Regions from separate parts of the Ovis aries genome. Here region 2 is linked to region 1. Evidence: chromatin contacts called from public Hi-C data. All regions are on one chromosome and are shown on one strand. The core of a region is the stretch at or near the end of the contact, and the rest is flanking DNA. Distances in the headings are between cores, read along the strand shown.

Evidence for each region. A called contact is a pair of places that touch in the nucleus more often than the background predicts.
Region 2: a Hi-C map of hypothalamus shows a contact between it and region 1, with 2.7 times the contacts expected there. The contact joins the enhancer-like site here to the promoter of PPA2 in region 1. A contact is called at or near these places in 3 of 16 Hi-C or Micro-C datasets (blood, hypothalamus and tail adipose tissue).

Annotation. Positions count from the first base shown.
Region 1 is chr6:20,090,468-20,094,236 of ARS-UI_Ramb_v3.0, forward strand. PPA2 (inorganic pyrophosphatase 2) reads left to right here and starts at 1,778. Exons shown (of 11, transcript XM_060417551.1): 1 at 1,778-1,970. The coding sequence starts at 1,790.
Region 2 is chr6:20,624,101-20,628,204 of ARS-UI_Ramb_v3.0, forward strand. No RefSeq gene overlaps it. Among named protein-coding and RNA genes, the nearest start is that of TET2, 210 kb to the left of the region's middle. Within about 2 kb of position 2,036, at least 9 of the 54 cell types and tissues checked have an H3K27ac peak or open chromatin away from gene starts, as enhancers often do. A contact at or near this core is called in hypothalamus, where this site is marked.

The sequences.
Region 1 (3,769 bases), core at 528-3,027:
CCACCATGACCCGCCTGTCTTGGGTGGCCTCATGGGCATGGCTTAGTTTCATTGAGTTAGACAAGGCTGTGGTCCTAGTGTGATTAGATTGACTAGTTTTCTGTGATTATGGTTTCAGTGTGTCTGCCCTCTAATGCCCTCTTGCAACACCTACAGTCTTACTTGGGTTTCTCTTACCTTGGACGTGGGATATCTCTTCATGGCTACTCCCGTTAGAACTAGACATGGAACAACAGACTGGTTCCAAATAGGAAAAGGAGTACGTCAAGGCTGTATATTGTCACCCTGCTTATTTAACTTCTATGCAGTGTACATCATGAGAAACACTGGGCTGGAAGAAGCACATTGCTGGGAGAAATATCAATAACCTCAGATATGCAGATGACACCACCCTTATGGCAGAAAGTGAAGAGGAATTAAAAAGCCTCTTGATGAAAGTGAAAGTGGAGAGTGAAACAGTTGGCTTAAAGCTCAACATTCAGAAAATGAAGATCATGGCATCTGGTCCCATCACTTCATGGGAAATAGATGGGGAAACAGTGGAAACAGTGTCAGACTTGATTTTGGGGGGCTCCAAAATCACTGCAGATGGTGACTGCAGCCATGAAATTAAGTTATAGTCAAAAGCAGATACATTACTTTGCCAACAAAGGTCCTAGTCAAGGATATGGTTTTTCCAGTGGTCATGTATGGATGTGAGAGTTGGACTGTGAAGAAAGCTGAGCACCGAAGAATTGATGCTTTTGAACTGTGGTGTTGGAGAAGACTCTTGAGAGTCCCTTGGACTGCAAGGAGATCCAACCAGTCCATTCTAAAAGAGATCAGCCCTGGGATTTCTTTGGAAGGACTGATGCTAAAGCTGAAACTCCAGTACTTTTGCCACCTCATGCGAAGAGTTGACTCATTGGAAAAGACTCTGATGCTGGGAGGGATTGAGGGCAGGAGGAGAAGGGGACGACAGAGGATGAGATGGCTGGATGGCATCACGGACTCGATGGATGTGAATCTGAGTGAACTCCGGGAGTTGGTGATGGACATGGAGGCCTGGCGTGCTGTGATTCATGGGGTTGCAAAGAGTCAGACGAGACTGAGCAACTGAACTGAAGTTATGTCAAGTCTTCATAAGGAGGCCTGATTATGTCTCACAGTGATGTTTTCATGTGCGTGCATGCCTGTCTCCAACATTGGACAGGATATAGAGGGTGCTTGGGACAGAGCAATTAGTCAATATTAAGTCACTATGGCTGGGTGGTCACTAGTGGTAAAGAACCTGCCTACCAATATAGGAGATATAAGAGACATAGGTTCGATCCTTGTCGGGAAGATCCCCTGGAGAAGGAAACGGGAACCCACTCCAATACTCTTGCCTGGAAAATCCCATGGACAGAGTAGCCTGATGGGCTACAGTCCATGGGGTCGCAAAAAGTTGGACAGGATTGAAGTGACTGAACTGAACTGAAGTGACTTGGCGCACATGCATGATAAATACAGTAAATGCTGTCTGGATGAGTGAGTAAAAGAGTGAATGCATGTATACATTAATAAGTGGCAGTGAGCTCCTCAAGGGTGGTGGGCCTTGAACCTCGATCTCGCTGCGGGTACCCTTGTGCAATCCTGCCAGTTTGCCAGGCGCTCTAATTTCAAGGAGCAGTCTCCACCGCCAGCGTGGCGGGGGCGGGGTTCCAAACCTCCGCCTGGGAGTGCCCACTCCGGGCGGTAGGGGGCGCCGGCGCGCGGCCGGGCGAGTCCCCCGGCACCACCCGCGCGAAGCCGGACCAGTGTCTACGCCATGCGCGCGCTGCTGCCGCTGCTGCGCACCAGCTGGGCCTGGCCCGTGGGCGCCGCCGCCGCTGCCGCCGCCCGCCTGCCGCGGGGAGCGAGCGCAGGGCCCGGGCCGCGTCGGACCATGGCCCTGTACCGCACGGAGGAGCGCGGCCAGCCCCACTCTCCCGATTACCGCCTCTTTTTCAGTAAGTAGCTCGCGGGAGGCCCGCCGCGCGTCGCACCGGAGGTTGGGGATGGGAGCGTGGCCTCCATCCCTGCGTCCGGCGGGCACAGCGCGGTCGCCGCGCGGTCCAGGCCACGTTCCCGCACGCGGGGCCCCGCGCCGAGCCGCGGGAGCCGCCTGCGAAGGGAGCCAAGTCCGCAGTCACGGAGCGCAGGGACGCAGGGCGGCAGGCGGGGCCGCGCCGGGTCACCCTGAGCGGGGGCCGCCGTCACCTGCCTGGGCCCGCAGCCGTTAGCCCGGCCCCCGCCGGCGTTCCGGATTCAACTGTGGTGAACCGAGTTCCCGGGTCAGCCCGCCCTCCGGGTGGGCGTAACAAGGCTTTTCCGGCTAGGGCCGCTGGCGATTGGAGAGGCAGGCGGGACTCGGCGATGCTTGGTCCAGCTGTTCTTTTATGGGGCGGGGCTCTGATGAAGGCTCTCTCAGCAGCCTGAATTTATACTCGCGAGTTTGCACCTTGAATGTGATCCACGATCAAGGACCTCGTTTGTTCCAAAGTAACCCCTTCTTCTCCCCAAATTGAGCAAATCCAGAGGGCGAAGCGACTTAGGACCTTGACGTGGCCAGCTAAGATGGGAAAGACCCAGGTCTCCCTTAGTCTCACTTTTTTTTTTTTTTGGCACCTGTATGTTTCACTGTGGAGGTTAGCTATGATGTGAAGCAGCGAGGTTGGTTGAGTTGCTGTCATCCCTCACTGATCTGAGAGCCCCAAGGGGAATAGTACCTTTTTTTTTTTTTTTTGTGAAGTTGTCCTTGCCTTGCTGCTGCTGCTGCTGCTGCTGCTGCTGCTGCTGCTGCTAAGTCGCTTCAGTCGTGTACGACTCTGTGCGACCCCAGAGACGGCAGCCCATCAGGCTCCTCTGTCTCTGGGATTCTCCAGGCAAGAACACTGGAGTGGGTTGCCATTTCCTTCTCCAGTGCATGAAAGTGAAAAGTGAAAGTGAAGTCGCTCAGTCATGTCCAACTCCTAGCGACCCCATGGACTGTAGCCTACCAGGCTCCTCCGTCCATGGGATTTTCCAGGCAAGAGTACTGGAGTGGGGTGCCATTGCCTTCTCCACGGCCTTGCCTTACCGTCCACCAATTAGGAATGCCAACTCTAGAGACTTTGGGTCTCAGTTCGAATCTGGATTCTTTAGCTCTTAACTATGTGATCCTGGACGAGTTTCCAAACTTGCTGAGCCTTGGTTTTTATCATATGTAAAGTAGGGCTGTAAGAATTACATGGCATAGTGTATTAGTCACAGCATCTAGAATATAAGTTATGTTGTTAATACTTGTGATCATTTTTGATACCTGTAATTTACAAAATGTTTACACGTTTCCTACTTGAGCCTAGGGTGGAGGTGTATTTTATAGGAGAGAAGACTCAATTTGCATAGTTTTGTGGTTACTGTCTTTGGGTTGGAGGATGCCCTGGAGCAGGAAATGGCAACCCACTCCAGTGTTCTTACCTGGAGAATCCCATGGACAGAGGAGCCTGGTGAACTACAGTCTATGGAATCACAAGGAGTCGGACACGACTGAGCAACTGAGCACCTGAGCACACAGGCATGTGGTCATAAGGCAGCTGATACTAAAATTCCCGTTTTCTTTAAACTTTTCTCCATATTCTTTTCCATCCTTATTTGGTCAAGGCTAATGAAGTAGAGCGGAGAAGGCAATGGCACCCCACTCCAGTACTCTCACCTGGAAAATCCCATGGGCGGAGGAGCCTGGTAGGCTACAGTCCATGGGGTCGCACAGAGTCGGACATGACTGAGC
Region 2 (4,104 bases), core at 786-3,285, 530 kb after region 1:
CAGAAAGCTTTTGCAACTTTCAGAGTCAAAGCTACAGACATCCAACCTAATAACTGTCAAACCTTTTTTGTTAATGATGTGTAGTTCAATCTCTGGTAAATTTAGGCAGAAAAGCACGAGTATGACTGGTATTTCTCAAAGTGTGGTATGAGGCCCTCTGTATTAGGGTTGCTTGGTATCTATTCAAGTTCCTGAGCCTTATCTGAGTACTGAAAAATCACTATGGATTAGATCCCCAGGTGATTCGAATGCATGCTAAACTTTGAAAATTGCAAATATACAGAAATTTATGGAAAATGATCAAACTGTAGTGTAATGGGATTTCCTCCACTGTAGTGTAATTGTTCTATGAGATGTTGAAAATATTTCAGTTTAAAAAAATTCCATGAATTAATAAAGTAGGGTAACATTAAATTAAGGGATTTTTTTGGTAACAGGAATTCTCAAAATATTTTATAAGCTGACATCACTGAAAACTGCCAATGGTAGGATATGGTATGTAGTATACAGTTTGACTCCATCATGGACATTTCTTTTTAAGTACCTCTTATTGAATCTTAGGGGAGAGGTTTTTCTTTAAATAAAAAGTCTGCATGTTACCATTTGGAATAATACCTAAAATTCATTTTTGGTTCTAACAGTCTGTAATTCTCTATAATTCTATTTTCTTTCTGGTTAAGTCCCCTTGGTTTATAATGTAGCTGGGGCTTTTTAATCCCTTGAGGAAAAAGCATGCAATAGTATATCTGGATCTCATGGTTCTCAGGTCTCACCCTTGCAGATGGAAGAGGTATTTTGTATTTGTGTGTGTGTGTGTGTGCGTGCGTGTGTGTGTGTGCTCGTGCGTGAGTGAGAGGGAGCAAAGTATGAATGCTAGTTGGAGAGGGCATACAGGCTAGCCTTTACATACAGTACTCCTGAATGCGTGGATCTGCTTGTTAAGGTCCAGTTTGGTAGGTTAGTAAGTGAGGGTGCTGCCCCTTGTGTGGTGGGTTGTATACTAGCGGCATGCACACATATAAACATCTCACTGGGTTTAAGTACGTGTGGGGCCTGGTTGTCCTGTGTTGATCACCACTCATATACTCCTTATGCCGCTTTCCATTCCTTTGGCCTGGCCCCTGGAGACAAGATAGGTTTGTGCCTGGAATAAACCGCTTTCTCCCCCTTTGAAAGCCGTTCGAGGTCTACAGCACATTACCTCTTTCTGTGTAATGGAAGTATCCACACATGGGCGATCGCTGTCCATAGATGTAATGAACCAAGTGGGAGGTAATGAGAAGTGACTGTTAACGCCATCTCCAGGGCCCCGTTCTTCCCACCACACAATTACACTGTGACCCTAGAGAAACAGAGAAGACTGTAGCACTCTCCGCCTTCCTAATGGTCTTAAAGCCAGCCCTTGCTTACCAGGGGGGAGCTGAAACACAGCGTTCTTCATTTGACAGTCCAGAGGCCATCCAAGGAAATACATGATGATAACATGGGAGGCAGTTCTATACACAATCATACACTGTTTCCTTAGTTCCGACTTGGCCTCTTGCCTGAAAGATGCCAGCAGACTGAGATAGTCCTTCCCTGCTTCCCCCGGGCATGTGTTTTTGGGGTGAGAACTGTTACTTCTTTCATAACAGAGTCCAGGAACAGGCTACTGGACAGAACTGCATTTTTGTTAGAGAAATACAGGCTGAAGATTTACCAGAAAAGCTCTTTTAAGTAATGATGATAAGTGCAGTGATAACAGCTCTTGAGTGCACCGTCTCACCAATCTTATTTCTGAGTTGCGTTTCACAGAGAGCTCTGATTATGATGTCCATTTCCACTGGCTTGTTCTCGTGGTGAGAGGGAGCCGGCAGGGTGGCAGAAAAGGTAGAATGTTGCCCGCTGAGCTGATCGTTAGAGAGGGAGCATACAGAAAGTGCAAAAAGGTGGAAGCCTTTTAAAATTCCTTTCATTGTCTTCATTTTGCTGCTATAGCTGAGGCTTGCCCAGGCTGTGAGGGAAGTCGGCCAAGTGCTTGCTGCACAGTGAATGGGAGCAAGCTGGGCTGCTGTGTTGCCTGGCAAAGAGAGAATAGTGGTGCAGGCTGGCTGCGGGCAGCATGGCTGCACCGTTTTCCACTCCACCCCGCTCCCCTCCTCGCCCACGGCCTGCAGGAAGCCCCCAGGTGGCATTAGGGAGAATTAGCGTGTAAATCACAAGGCTTGCTAATTTCTCACCACTTCATTAGCTGACAGTTCGATGCAAGCCCTCTCCTGCCATTCACCTCATGTCCATGGCGCTGATGCTTCTCATCAGTGAAAACGGGGTTCAAACGTGTTGTGTCGACATGCTTGAGTTTTTGACCGCCCCCCTCCCCACCAGTGCCTGCTACTTTCTTCTCTGACCCTGCTACTAGCAATTACTTCCTGGGATTTCTCTGCAATCTCCTCTTGGTTCAGACATGAGTTAGTATCACCAGGAAAAGGTGGAAATTTCTCTGGATGCAGTTGTGTCTTTATACAGAATAGGTTTAAAGATAAGTAGCTAAGAAAGGAAAAAAATAATACACTATGTTTAAAAGGACTTTTTCTCAGAGCATTACTAACAGCTAATAGTTTTTTAGTGTTTATCATGTACCAGGTATTGTTCTGAGCACTTTACAGTTTATTAAGTCCTGTTATTTCTATTTTATGCAAGGGGAAACTGAGGCACAGAGAGCTTAAGTTTATTGTCTAGGACATACAGCATTTGAATATAGATGATCAGGATCCATAGGCCACACTCTAGGTATTTTGTTTTCATTAATCAATTACTTAGTTCCTGGATTTGTTCAGTAAAAATAAAGTACCAACTATGTGTCATTTACTATGCCAGAATTTCTTAGCTATCAATCCTTTGATTTTCATTTCCATCAATCAGAAGCTATTTCTTGGAAACTTCCTATCTCTCCAGGGTTGTGCTCATGCAGTTATAAGAGAAATGCAGGGTATAATTTTGCCATTTACAGAAATGTGTGTGAGAAATTAACAGATGTGTGGACCAGGGCTTGACAAACTTTTCTTTTTAAAGGGCCAAACAGTAAAATTATTTTTGGCAATAAAGGACATATGGTCTCTGTCCCACAGATGTGAAAGCATCTATAGGCAATATATAAATAAACAAGCATGTCTATGTTCTGATGAAACTTGACATACATGCGCAGCAGGCAAAATTTGGCTCATGGGCTGCCTGCTCTGAAGGGTAAAAGAAGCCCCGATGGAATTGTATAGGGGTTCCCTTGTGGTTTAGGGATAAAGAATCTTGAAGTGCAGGAGATGTGAATTAGATCCCTGGGTCGGGAAGATCCCCTGGAGAAGGAAATGGCAACCTACTCCACTCTTCTTGCTTGAGAAATCCTGTGGACAGAGGAGCCTGGCGGGCTACCGTTCATGGGGTCACAAAGATTCAGACATGACTTAGTAGCTATACAACAAGAACAAAGAGAACCATATGGAGCAGCAAATAGTGATAGTGTGGCTAGAAGCAGGGCTGTGTGTTGCTGCCTGTTCCTGCCTGTGAGGACCACAAAGTGAAGTATCAGGGAGCAGAGATACTAGTGTGTGCTTTAGTCGGGCAAGAGGTGGAGCGTGACCTTTCCTATTTGATGGGAAGTATTTGATGAATGCCTGGGAAGTTGTTAGGTGGGTTTCATGAATCAGTTCCGTGGTTCTTATTATGATGGATAGCTGGCAAGTTGGTTGAGTGATTCCTTTGTTGCTTCCTTCTTTGCTAACAGAACCTCAAATTTGTTTGGCAACACCACAGGTTCAGCTCTAAGCATTGACTCATCAGTGATTCAATTCAACTTTAATAATAGTATTCTTTAATTTCCCAGACATTTGGCCCATTTCTGATCAGTGAGATGCAGGGGATTCCTGTTGAGTGAAGTGGTGAGGGACTTTTCAAAAACCTTTTGCTTTTCTCATCCAAGGGACAGACAAAGCTAGTGCTGCACATCCCTTATGTTTTCCTTTCACCGCAGGAACACCGAGCTTCCCAGATGGTACTAGTGGTAAAGAACCTACCTGCCAACACATGAGACAAAAGAGACATGAGTTTGATTCCTTGGTTGGGAAGATCCCC